Regions from separate parts of the Mus musculus genome. Here region 2 is linked to region 1. The links are chromatin contacts, called in public HiChIP or PLAC-seq maps. All regions are on one chromosome and are shown on one strand. Each heading gives the region's core, a stretch centred on a gene start, on an enhancer-like site or on the middle of the called end of the contact. The rest is flanking DNA. Distances are from core to core; before and after follow the strand shown.

What was found. HiChIP or PLAC-seq counts read pairs in DNA pulled down with a chosen protein or histone mark.
Region 2: an H3K4me3 HiChIP or PLAC-seq map of embryonic stem cells shows a contact between it and region 1, with 20 read pairs. The contact joins the enhancer-like site here to the promoter of D630045J12Rik in region 1. A contact is called at or near these places in 3 of 39 promoter capture datasets (the C10 cell line, cancer-associated fibroblasts and liver), 35 of 484 Hi-C or Micro-C datasets (3T3-L1-derived adipocytes, 8-cell embryo, the AML12 cell line and 21 more), 16 of 115 datasets of contacts at active chromatin or transcription factors (the 230-238 cell line, craniofacial prominence, embryonic forebrain and 11 more) and 3 of 9 other capture datasets (adipose tissue, embryonic stem cells and pancreatic islet).

The regions. Positions count from the first base shown.
Region 1 is chr6:38,251,763-38,256,772 of GRCm38.p6, reverse strand. It overlaps D630045J12Rik (RIKEN cDNA D630045J12 gene), which reads left to right and starts at 2,634. Exons shown (of 20, transcript NM_194061.3): 1 at 2,634-2,905. The coding sequence starts at 2,764.
Region 2 is chr6:38,141,567-38,146,576 of GRCm38.p6, reverse strand. It overlaps D630045J12Rik (RIKEN cDNA D630045J12 gene), which reads left to right. Exons shown (of 20, transcript NM_194061.3): 16 at 3,668-3,985. Gm52858 (a long non-coding RNA gene) reads right to left here. Exons shown (of 3, transcript XR_003956278.1): 2 at 3,302-4,281; 3 at 416-1,156. Among named protein-coding and RNA genes, the nearest start is that of Gm52858, 4.0 kb to the right of the region's middle. Within about 2 kb of position 2,291, at least 101 of the 459 cell types and tissues checked have an H3K27ac peak or open chromatin away from gene starts, as enhancers often do. A contact at or near this core is called in the AML12 cell line, adipose tissue, cancer-associated fibroblasts and 6 more, where this site is marked.

The DNA.
Region 1 (5,010 bases), core at 1,385-3,884:
AGTTCAGGGGCAGAATTTAAGACTCCTTGCGTTGCGAAAGCATTCAGCCAACTCTGTGTGACCCTGGAGCATATCTTTCCTTGGTTCTTTGCTTTGTCCTATAGGATTTGTGTAGATACCCTTTCCATCTGTCAAAGCCCCATCACCACCTCTGCAAACAACTATCCCTACCCCCACCCCATAGCCAGACACAACAGTCGTTGGCCCACTTTTGGGAGGACAGACCTCAGGACAATATCACAAGGACTCTGGAATTGAGTCGGGCTGAAGGAGTGGAATTACGGGGTCCTGGGCATTCAGGCATGGGAAAGATGGATCCTGGTGGGTTTCCCTTGGCTCCTCAGACTCTTGGGCCTGTGGGGCCCAGGTGCAGCTGGTAGAGGCCCAGAGCTGTGCCTGTTTTGCCCATGAGTAAAACTGACCTCATCCCTCTGCTCCCCTGAAGCGGGCTAGAAGCCTGCTGAGGACCCATGCTGACTCTCCCTCCTACTGGTTGGCGCTTCACTTGTGGCTGAGGGAAAGCTCATCTCTCATTTATTTATACACAAAATGAGACTGGGTGGAAAGGTGTTTAAAACCAATGCTTCTATATCCTTTTATATCTCCCTCCCAGTACCAACAAGTCATACAAAGTGCTAAGACATTGCCACTGTCCATTGCATAGTTTTGTATGAATGCTCTGAGGCTGTGTCTTAATCCCTATTTTTAGACACAAATGTGCACAGAGGTGTGACTAGGTGTGGGGGCGTGCATGTTCACTTGTGTATGCACACACATGAGTACACACACACACACACACACACTTCTGCTTCCCTTTGGCATTCATTCCTGCTGGATCTGCAGAGTCACACTATCTGCCAGCTGAGCCCTGGGAGTCATTTTGCTAGACACTGAGGGAGAATGCTCTAATTCCCTACAGAGGTTGGTTTTACGTTTTGAGAGCAGAGAGACCAAGGGACTCTGGGGATCCCCTTTTCCTTAGAAAGTTGATGCCCTGGGGTCCTTCCTGTTAGCCCAAGGTTGCATTTTTGTTAATTTCTAGCAGTGTCTGAGTTGACTCAGAATGGTGTGGGAGATTTCTTCCTCCCACTGTCTAGTGCAGTTGGGAACTTCCTGGAGGCTGAGGCCAATTGTAAAGGACACATAGATTCCCATCAATAAATATATAATGAAATCTTCCTGGAGCCGTGGGGGATCCTGTGTGGGGCGATAACATGTTAGAACGTCATTTTAACTTAGTGTGTGTGTATGTGTGGACTAACAAGTTCATAAAAAATAACAACACAATAGGACTAAATGTCAAGAGCTGCTCCAGGCTGTGCCCCGTGGCCAGGTGAGTAATTCAGAGAAAAGCGAGGAGAGGGGAGCCATACCTAGGGCTATTGTGGTCAGGGTGCAAACATGCTCAGACAAGCAAACTCTCTACTTGGGTATGCTGGAGACAACTCCAAGAATGTATATGTCTGGGGGAGCAGGAGAGCAATGTATGGGGGTTGCTTATGACAAGTGACACAATGGAACGCAAAAATTAGGGTCATCAACAAAAGCTTATAACCTAGATTCTCATCTTCCCTGAAATTTAACAGGTGCCTATTTTTTTTTTTTTTTCAGAACAGGAACTTCTGATTCTTTGCCTAGATAGATGAGTTTGCCCAGCAAAACTGGGTAGCATCTTTCTGGGTCTTTTGCCTACCTCACTGAAGAGCAACCTTGATCCTTGGCCAGTCTGGATGGCTGACATTTCCCACTGTCTGTCATAGTTTCTCACTCAACAAGATACTTCTCTTATGCACGGCTTGCAGACCACGGCTGGTGCAACCTCTGAAATACAACTGTCCAAAATTGTAGTGTGTTCTAGGACCTTCCAACCTTATTCGGCCTTCAGAGTTAATGCACTTGGCTCTTAGCACAGAGACACATGCTAACTCCCATCCACACCCCCATTTCCCCAGGAAACTAACCCCCAACAAGGTCTTTTTCATCATATATTGGTGCTACTTTCTTTTTTAAAAAATAAGGCCTGGATCTGTGTGTTTGTGTCTGTCCACTTTGATTCAGCTTCAGTAGCCCCTTTCTGAAGACTCACTAAGCTCAGGGCAGTAGGCCTAGGTCTTACCAAAGGCCCACCTTTGCCAACAAGGTGGCACAGCTCTGGAAAGGCAAAGGATGGGCTGAGCCCTGTGTGCCTCCTCCCCATTCTTTTCCAGCGCGCGGGCTCTGGGAAAGAGAGCCGACTTCTCTCGGCTTTGTCCGCTCAGCAGCCCGGGGTCTGCCAGGGACCACGGCCGCCCCGCACACACACCTGCTGCCCGCCCCGCGTGGGCGGCTCGGGAGGAGCGTGCTCCGGAATCACCCGGTTTGCGACCGTTCCTCTAGGGCCCCGGGGGTGCGGGTGCGGGGCGGCGCCGTCCCGGGCGCCCTCCTGAGAGGCGGGTCCTGTGGGAGGGCGGGGACCGGGTCCCGCCTCGCCCTCCGCCGGGCCGCCCGCAGGCAGGCGCCGGGCCGGCCGGGAGGTGGTGCTCGCCTCCCCGCGCGGGGCCGTGCGTTGCCCGGCAGCGGCTGCGAGGCTCGGGAGGGGGCGGAGCGGCGCGGCCGGCGTGCAGCGGCCCCAGTCCGCGGATCCGGCCCGGCCCGCCCCCGCCTCGCCGGCCTCGCTGCGCGCCGGTGCTAGGCGCCCAGTCTCCGCCGCAGCGGACGCCGGCGTCCCGGGCCTGAGCGCGCCCACGCCCGGAGGCCGGGGTGTCGGGGAGCCGACGCGTGGCCATGGAGCGGGAGCCCCGCGCCAGGGTTGCACTGGTGCCGGAGCGGTGCGGCCGCGGGCCTTCCTCCCGCCACCGCCGCCCGGGGCTGCTGCTCCCCGGCCTCTGGCTGCTGCTGCTCGCCGGGCCGGCCTCGTGCGCCCCAGGTAAGCCTCGCGGAGCCCCCCGGGACGCGGCCGCCACCCTGGCCGCCTTCTCTGCCGCGCTCGTCACCCCCTGGCTTCCCCACCCGCCCATCCTCTTTTATTCTTCACCGCTCCCTCGCCCTCCTTGCTGGAGATGCTTTCCTATTCTTCCTGGGCCCTGCAAATAAAGGCATGGAGGAGAGGAATAAATCCAAAGGAAAAAAGAGCGAGCGGTTTCTGACCGGTCTTGCTAAAAGGTCTGCAACCTAGTCTTCCGTGAACCATGTTGCCCGAGGCGGGTTTGGTGGTTTCTGCTCCGAAGATGCCTATTTTCTTTTTCCCCTTTGCAAAATGCAGGCACTGGAATTGTGTTTGTGCACGGTTGTGTGAATGTGGCGTAGCGAATGTTTTGGGATACTTTTATTGTTGGGGCAAAGGGATGCATCTGGTGTGTGCAGAAGAGCAGTTGTGCATTGCCGTGAACACCCAGTGTTACCCCAGATGCAAGCAAGCTGGCTGTGTCCCCCAGTGCGCCAGGACACAAAGAACATTCAAAGAAAAAAATCTCTTGGAAAGCGCCCTGGCCATGGATCTTTCCAGGGAACTAGCTATTGGTATTACCTCCACAAAGGCATTACAATGGAGTGTGAAAATATTTTGAGTCTGAAGTGTCAGGGCATGAAAGGAGTCATGGTTGGTTTTTATAATAGATGCAATTTAGTGACTGTTCATCAGCATGGGATTAAGAGACATGATTTATGAGGCGTGTGGGTGGGTTTTGTTTGTTGAGGAAATGGTTTAATTCATGTTGCTTCCCCGAAATGTTTATTTATCCATCCTGAGCACGCACTGCACTGGACTGGAGACCATCTCTGAGGTGACACAGTGCATCCTGTGATTGCCCCAGCCCACACGTGCTTGGTTGCTTTGTGGGTAGGAAAGGAAAGGAGAAAGGAGCAGTTTAGGTGGAGAGCTTCTTCTCACTGCTCAGGAGAGACAGAAAAGCCATGAAAGCAGCCCAGAACCCTGCCTGCTTGTGGGAGCAGGGCCAGAGGACTGCCAAGTGGTTTGAAGGAAGTAGAACGCATTTGAAGGTGTCCCTTAGGCCCGACTGTGGGCATTATAACTAGTGCCACAAAGGGGATGGTGGAATACAAGCGAGGAACGGACTTAAGGGAGCACAGGTTGGGACCCATTCACTCGATCAGGAGGAAATCGAGGCAGAAGCATCTTGCTCAAGGTCACCGCCTGGATGATGAGAGGAATTGCTATAGCTCTCCATTCCCCTTTTTCTTTCCGTGACCCACAGGCCGGGGTCACAGCCGAAGCCTCCAGAGATTTCCGCTAGCTGGGTGGAACGCTGCCTCAGGGAGCCACAGCAGAGGTAGGGTTGACAGAGTGGGCCTCTTTTTAGGCTGTGTGTGCAGTGGCTGCAGAAACTTTGCCTACCTTAGCTAGCATCTCCTGTCCCAGTCTCGTTCCGAGAAGTCCAGTCCAGTGTTCCTCGGAGAGGAGTTAGTCATTCCGAGAGCTCTTGACTTTAGAGTCGACAGAGAAAGCTGGATTCTGCTGGATTTGACCGTCATGGGACCTAGCTCACTAATTGTTAACACTGATGTGTGCCAGGTGCTGTGTGACCTGGTCACATTATAGGCTTTATGATCCCAGCTTAACTGAGGAGGACCTTAACAGGTGTTTAGGAGAGTCTGGCTTCAGATTCTGTGATACGCTTAGCTTCCCGGCCCCAGCGTTTTTCCACTTGCACATGGTCATCTGAATATTCTGGAGAGGCTCTAGGAGATACAGTTGTTTTGCTAAACTTCAAGACACACAGTGGGTGTGTCTACACTGCCTCCCCGTTGTTTAGAAACCCCTTTTCGGGTTCTCTGCTACTCCTAATCCAAAATCCAATTAGGAGATGTGAAGTTAGATGTCTATCCGAGACCTGACTTCACAGAGATGAAGGCGGCATCCTTTCACTAAGTTGCTTCTCTGGTTTGCGTAGCTGCCTCTGGGCAGGAAACACAGAGCTAGAAGCAGTGTGTGAGTAGCATCCAACTTCAGGGGCCTGGCCTCAAAAATAAATCAAGTGTGGATGTGTGTGTCCACTCGGAGTGAACTGCTAG
Region 2 (5,010 bases), core at 1,042-3,541, 110 kb after region 1:
GGATGATTAATGTGTGTGTGTGTATGTATATGTATATGTGTGTGTGTGTGTGTGTGTGTGTGTGTATAATGTTCATGGGGGAAAGAGCTTAATGTAAATCAAAGAATGAGAGCCTTATTTTTCAAATGGAAAGGCACACAGACAGCCTGGCTTGAGGTGATGAAGGCAGACATTGATACACTATACACTGACATATACACACAGGGTCCATTGAGGGGGAAAGAAACCTAGCTTCCCAAGGGACCATTAGCAAGAGACACGAAGATGCCCTGGGAAAGAGAAGGGGAGTCTAATGGACGCAGCAGCAGCAACAGCGAGGAACATAAAGAACTCAGTGCTGAGCAAACGTAGAGAGCCAGCTTTGCTTGTGTGACATAGCAACAAGCCTGTCCTCCGAGAAGGTACCGCGCACGCGCGACAAGACACAGTTGCCCTGTAGCACTGAGGTTTATTTGAGGTTTCTTTATTTTCCCCTAAATGACACGTTAATAAATAATGAAAAACATTCAAAATGTTTATAAAAATGTGGCAAACACTGTGCTGACATTGGCTAAAGTCTGATTCTTCAAGCTCATCAGGAAGCAACAGGCTCCTCCCTGGGAGCTCGGGGAGCTCTGAAGCCTCACTTGACCCCTGTCACCCCCTCCCGAGGGTTCTTGTGAGCAGTCGCTGCTAACTACAGATGCCCCTGTAGAGCAAAGGAGCAAGCAGTTTCTCTTCCTTTCTCTGAATTTAGGTCCCCCTGACCAGGGAGGAAACACACACACACACACACACACACACACACAGAGTCACTCCAGCTTTTCTGGCAACAGATGGGTGTTCCTGTTCTGCTGGAAGCATATGTCCTAACACTCCAAACACTGGTGGTGGTACGCTCAGTGTGTAGAAACTGTACTCGTAGTCTTAGTATAGTCACCTGGTCCTTTCATAGGCCTAGTAATGGACACCGCATTCCCTCCTTCCCCACACAGCCTTTGCTAGCAGCCTGGGCTTGGCTTCTCGGAGGAGCCAGCAGTTGATGCTTGTTTTCCAGCCTCCAACTGAGTTCTCTGTAGGGAGGGAGGTTGGTTTTCCTTGGACTCTTCCTTTGTCTTCATTGATGACCAGCGCAGGCTTTCCTCATGGTGTCCTGGACCCTCCTTTTGGGTTTAACCTAATTTGGGGGAATACAATCTTGTTATGTTGCCCAGGCTAGCCTCAGATTACTAGCTCAAGCAATCTCCTACTGGGAAGGCAGATGGAAGCCGTGGGGCCTGGCTTGGATCGCCCTTTGTTTTCTCCATTTTCTCCTTTCACAGAAAGTACAAGGGTTTCCTCAGAGGATTTCCTACTTTGCCTCCAGGGCTGCCTTTCCAAAGATTCCCTGCTCAGAAAATCCTCCCTAGATGTCCTTAACTTTTTACTCTCCCTAAAATTCTGTGATGTGTGTTTTAAAAATAATGCCTTTCTCAGAGTTTACCTTTCACTAGCTAGATTTTCTTTTACCTTTAAGACCATATGTGTACTACATAGTTTGAAATTATCTGGAATTTTCCATTTTTCCTCTCAAAATAACCTCTCCTTGAGGGCTGTCTCCCCAAATCCTCAACCCTGTCTGCTTATGCAGTCATCTCTCAGGTTTAGGCCCGGAAGACTTCTGCCCTCAGGCTACATCCAGCCTGCTGCTGTTTTGGTCAACACTGGGCCTTTTTGTAAGACTGCCACACCCTTGCTTGCATGCTGTCTTTGGCTGCTTTTTGAGTTGGGTTGTGACCAACTTTTTATGACTTGAAGAACCTAAAATATTTATTGTCTGGCTCTTGACTGAAAGTTTTTGTTGGCTCCAGGCCTGCCGGTGCCTATGCACAGCCCCAGCCGCTTGGGAGGCGGCAGCCAAGCCGCTGGCTTGAGCTCAGGAGTTTGGAGAGAGAGAGAGAGAGAGAGAGAGAGAGAGAGAGAGAGAGAGAGAGAGGCTCTGTCTCCTTAAAACAACATCAGCAACAAAAGCTGCAAGGTTGTTGAGCCCTTACTGTCATTTAGTGTCCAAAGTAGATGCTCCTGGAAGGGAAAGGAAGTTCTCTTAATGATTAAACCAGGGCAGCAGGCACACAGCTAAACCAGGATGTCAAGCCAGTCTTTTAAGAGCCCACTAAGGACTGCAAAATAGCCACTGCAGGACATGACCTACGATGTCGTCTGAAGAATGACAGGAGCAGGAATCTGTTGTAAAATGCTGTCCTCTGGGCATGACATGACCATGGCCATTTGAGATCAGAGCAGCTGTGTTTTTCCTGAGCATCTCAGGAGCAGGCCCAGGAAACTCAAGGCCCCTCCCTTAGGATTAATCATTGCCAGGATGAAAATTTTCCTGCTGTCAGGCGGTTGCCCATGCGCCTTTAAGCCTCACTTCTGTAAAGAAATCCAAGTTAAACTTGGCTCACCAAGCTACACTTAAGGAGGACTGCTTGTGGTTTTGGTACCCCGTCTGGGATGAGCTGGTGGCTGTCCGCGTCTGAATGAATGGGCCCTGAAGCAGAATGGGGTCAGCAGACCTGAATTCAAGAGAGTAGACTTTAAGTTCTAACCCAAGCTTCCTTAGGAAACCTTAAGTCCATGGGTTTGCGTTTGTTGAGTTCCGTCCCCACGTGAAGCACATCGCCAAAGGGTGGGATGTGGGAAAGGGACGCTTGACTTTCAAATTCTCAAGAGGCAACAAGGAGACAGAGGCGTGGGAAGTTCTGACCTGTGGCTCTCTGTTGGTTTTCTGGTAGGTTTTCTGTGCCAGTGGGAACCCAAAGGAACCACCCTTCCTTCCCAGCCTGAACCTGTCTGTCCTGCTCCAAAAATTAAACTGTCTCTGTCTTTCCTTCTTTAAAGTGTGACCAGGAAGGATGAGAAGGGAGGGGCCTAGAGTATTGGGACTCTGACGTTTAGGCGCGCACACACACAGGGTTTAAAATAAATCTTTAGCTGGGCATGGTACTGTATGCCTTTAATACCAGCACTGACTACAGAGACAGGGGGATCACTGTGTGTTCAAGGCGCCAGCTTGGTCTGCATAGGAAGATCCAGGCCAGTGAGAGACTCTGTCTCAGTAAATTAAATGAAAAAGAGGGAAGATTGGGGGGGGGGTGGAATGCCACCTTGTTTCTCTGATTCTTATCTCTTAAATAGTGGGGACAGGACATTAAACTTTTCTTAATTACTCAGATACCTTTATTTTAGAGACATGGTTTCTGACTATTTGTTAGTCTTTACTATTGTGAACAGTTTTTAAATGGGTACTGAATTCTTTCTACACACACATAGTCTGTTCTACCTTTGGTTTTCACAGCCACAGAAAGTTGCCTGGGTCTCCTTAGTGTGTTTACTTGGAAGTCTGATTTGTGGCTGCTTAGGCTTCTCAGTGAAGATGTCCTTCCCCGGGTCTGACATCTATTTTACGGTTGAGTTTTACAGAAAAGAAGTTGTGAAGTATTCTCATTGGGTTTTTCTCAGTTGACATCTTTGCCTCATATAAAACATGATGCCTATTAAGAGAGATGACTTTTAATTCTTATGACAAACCCTTTCCCACAAAGTAGGACCATTTTTAAATTCCACTCTGCCCCAGAATTTAGCTTCACACTCCACCCCATGCCCCACGGAAGCACACATGTCATTCTCCCCCTTGCCTCTCACACAGTCTGATCCTGACCTCCCAGCTGATGTCCAGACACCCTCCTCTACAGAGCTGGGCAGGTATCCCGGCCTGCCCTTCTCAGCCTCTCAGTACATCCCGCCTCAGCCGTCCATCGAGGAGGCACGCCAGACCATGCACTCCCTCCTGGATGACGCCTTTGCCCTCGTGGCTCCCAGCAGCCAGCCCACCAATGCTATGGGAGCGGGTACTGGTGTGCCTGCCAGCCTACCTGTGAATAGCACCCCGTCCAGGGAAGAGAGGCGAGCCACGCAGTGGGGGTCCTTCTACAGTCCAGCTCAGACGGCCAACAACCCTTGCAGCGTAAGTACTGGACTCCTGAAATTTTTTGCTGGGCAAAGAGCTTGACTCTTGTTACCTCGCTGTCACCTGAAGGCTCCCTGTGAAAACTTTGGCTGCATTTTACATGACTTAGAGCATGCTTGGTAGATCTCAGCTTTTTATCCTTGACTACAGTTAATTCTTAGTGTTAGAAGCAGCCTTTCATGTAGCTCTGATATTTGAGGAGGATGTAGCTGGTGTTCAAGGAAATCTCTTCCCAGCTCCCTCCCGGGGTCATGAAGGGGAGATAGGTTGTCCGGGTGTGCTCTCATTGATTCCTGTAAAGGGATCCAGTTGTTTAGCTTGTCCCTGGACCACCTAGTCCTGAAGGTGCTCCTGTAGCTCTAGTCCAAGCTTACACACCAACAACTGTTTGCAAACATCAGCTTCCCACCCTGCCTTTTGTTGACATGGGTGGGTCTTTCTTTAACGCTTATCACTCTTTCTTATCATTAATATTTGTTAGAATAGAAAGCAGTGGATTTCAGTGCTCTTTTGGTACTGGGTCTGAGGCCTCTCTGAGCCCACTGTCTCTCTGTCCCCACCAATCAGAAGCCCTTTCAGGAAGCAGAGAGGACATCTGGGCTCCCTGCTCTGATCACAGGGTGGTACTAATGGGAAATCCAAAGGAGCTCACTTACTAGGCACCCTACCTGAATTGCACTTTCCAGCCCAGGGCTCCTTGGTTTGCTTCTAAATTTGGAGCTGGCAGATTATGAATTTTAATGACTGTAGATGATATGCAACTTTGGAAAGCACTGTGACGTAATAAAAATATTTTTATTAAAAAAAAAAAAAAGTAGTGGATTTCAGGCCGGACAGTGGTGGTGCACACCTTTAATCCTAGTACTCAGGAGGCAGAGGTAGGTGGACCTCTGCAAGTTCAAGGCCAGCCTGGTCTACAGAGAGAGTTCCAGGACAGCCAGGGCTACACAGAGAAAACCTGTCTCACAAAACAAAAACGATCTGCCTTTGCTTATCAATGTTACCTTATGTAAACAAGCCAT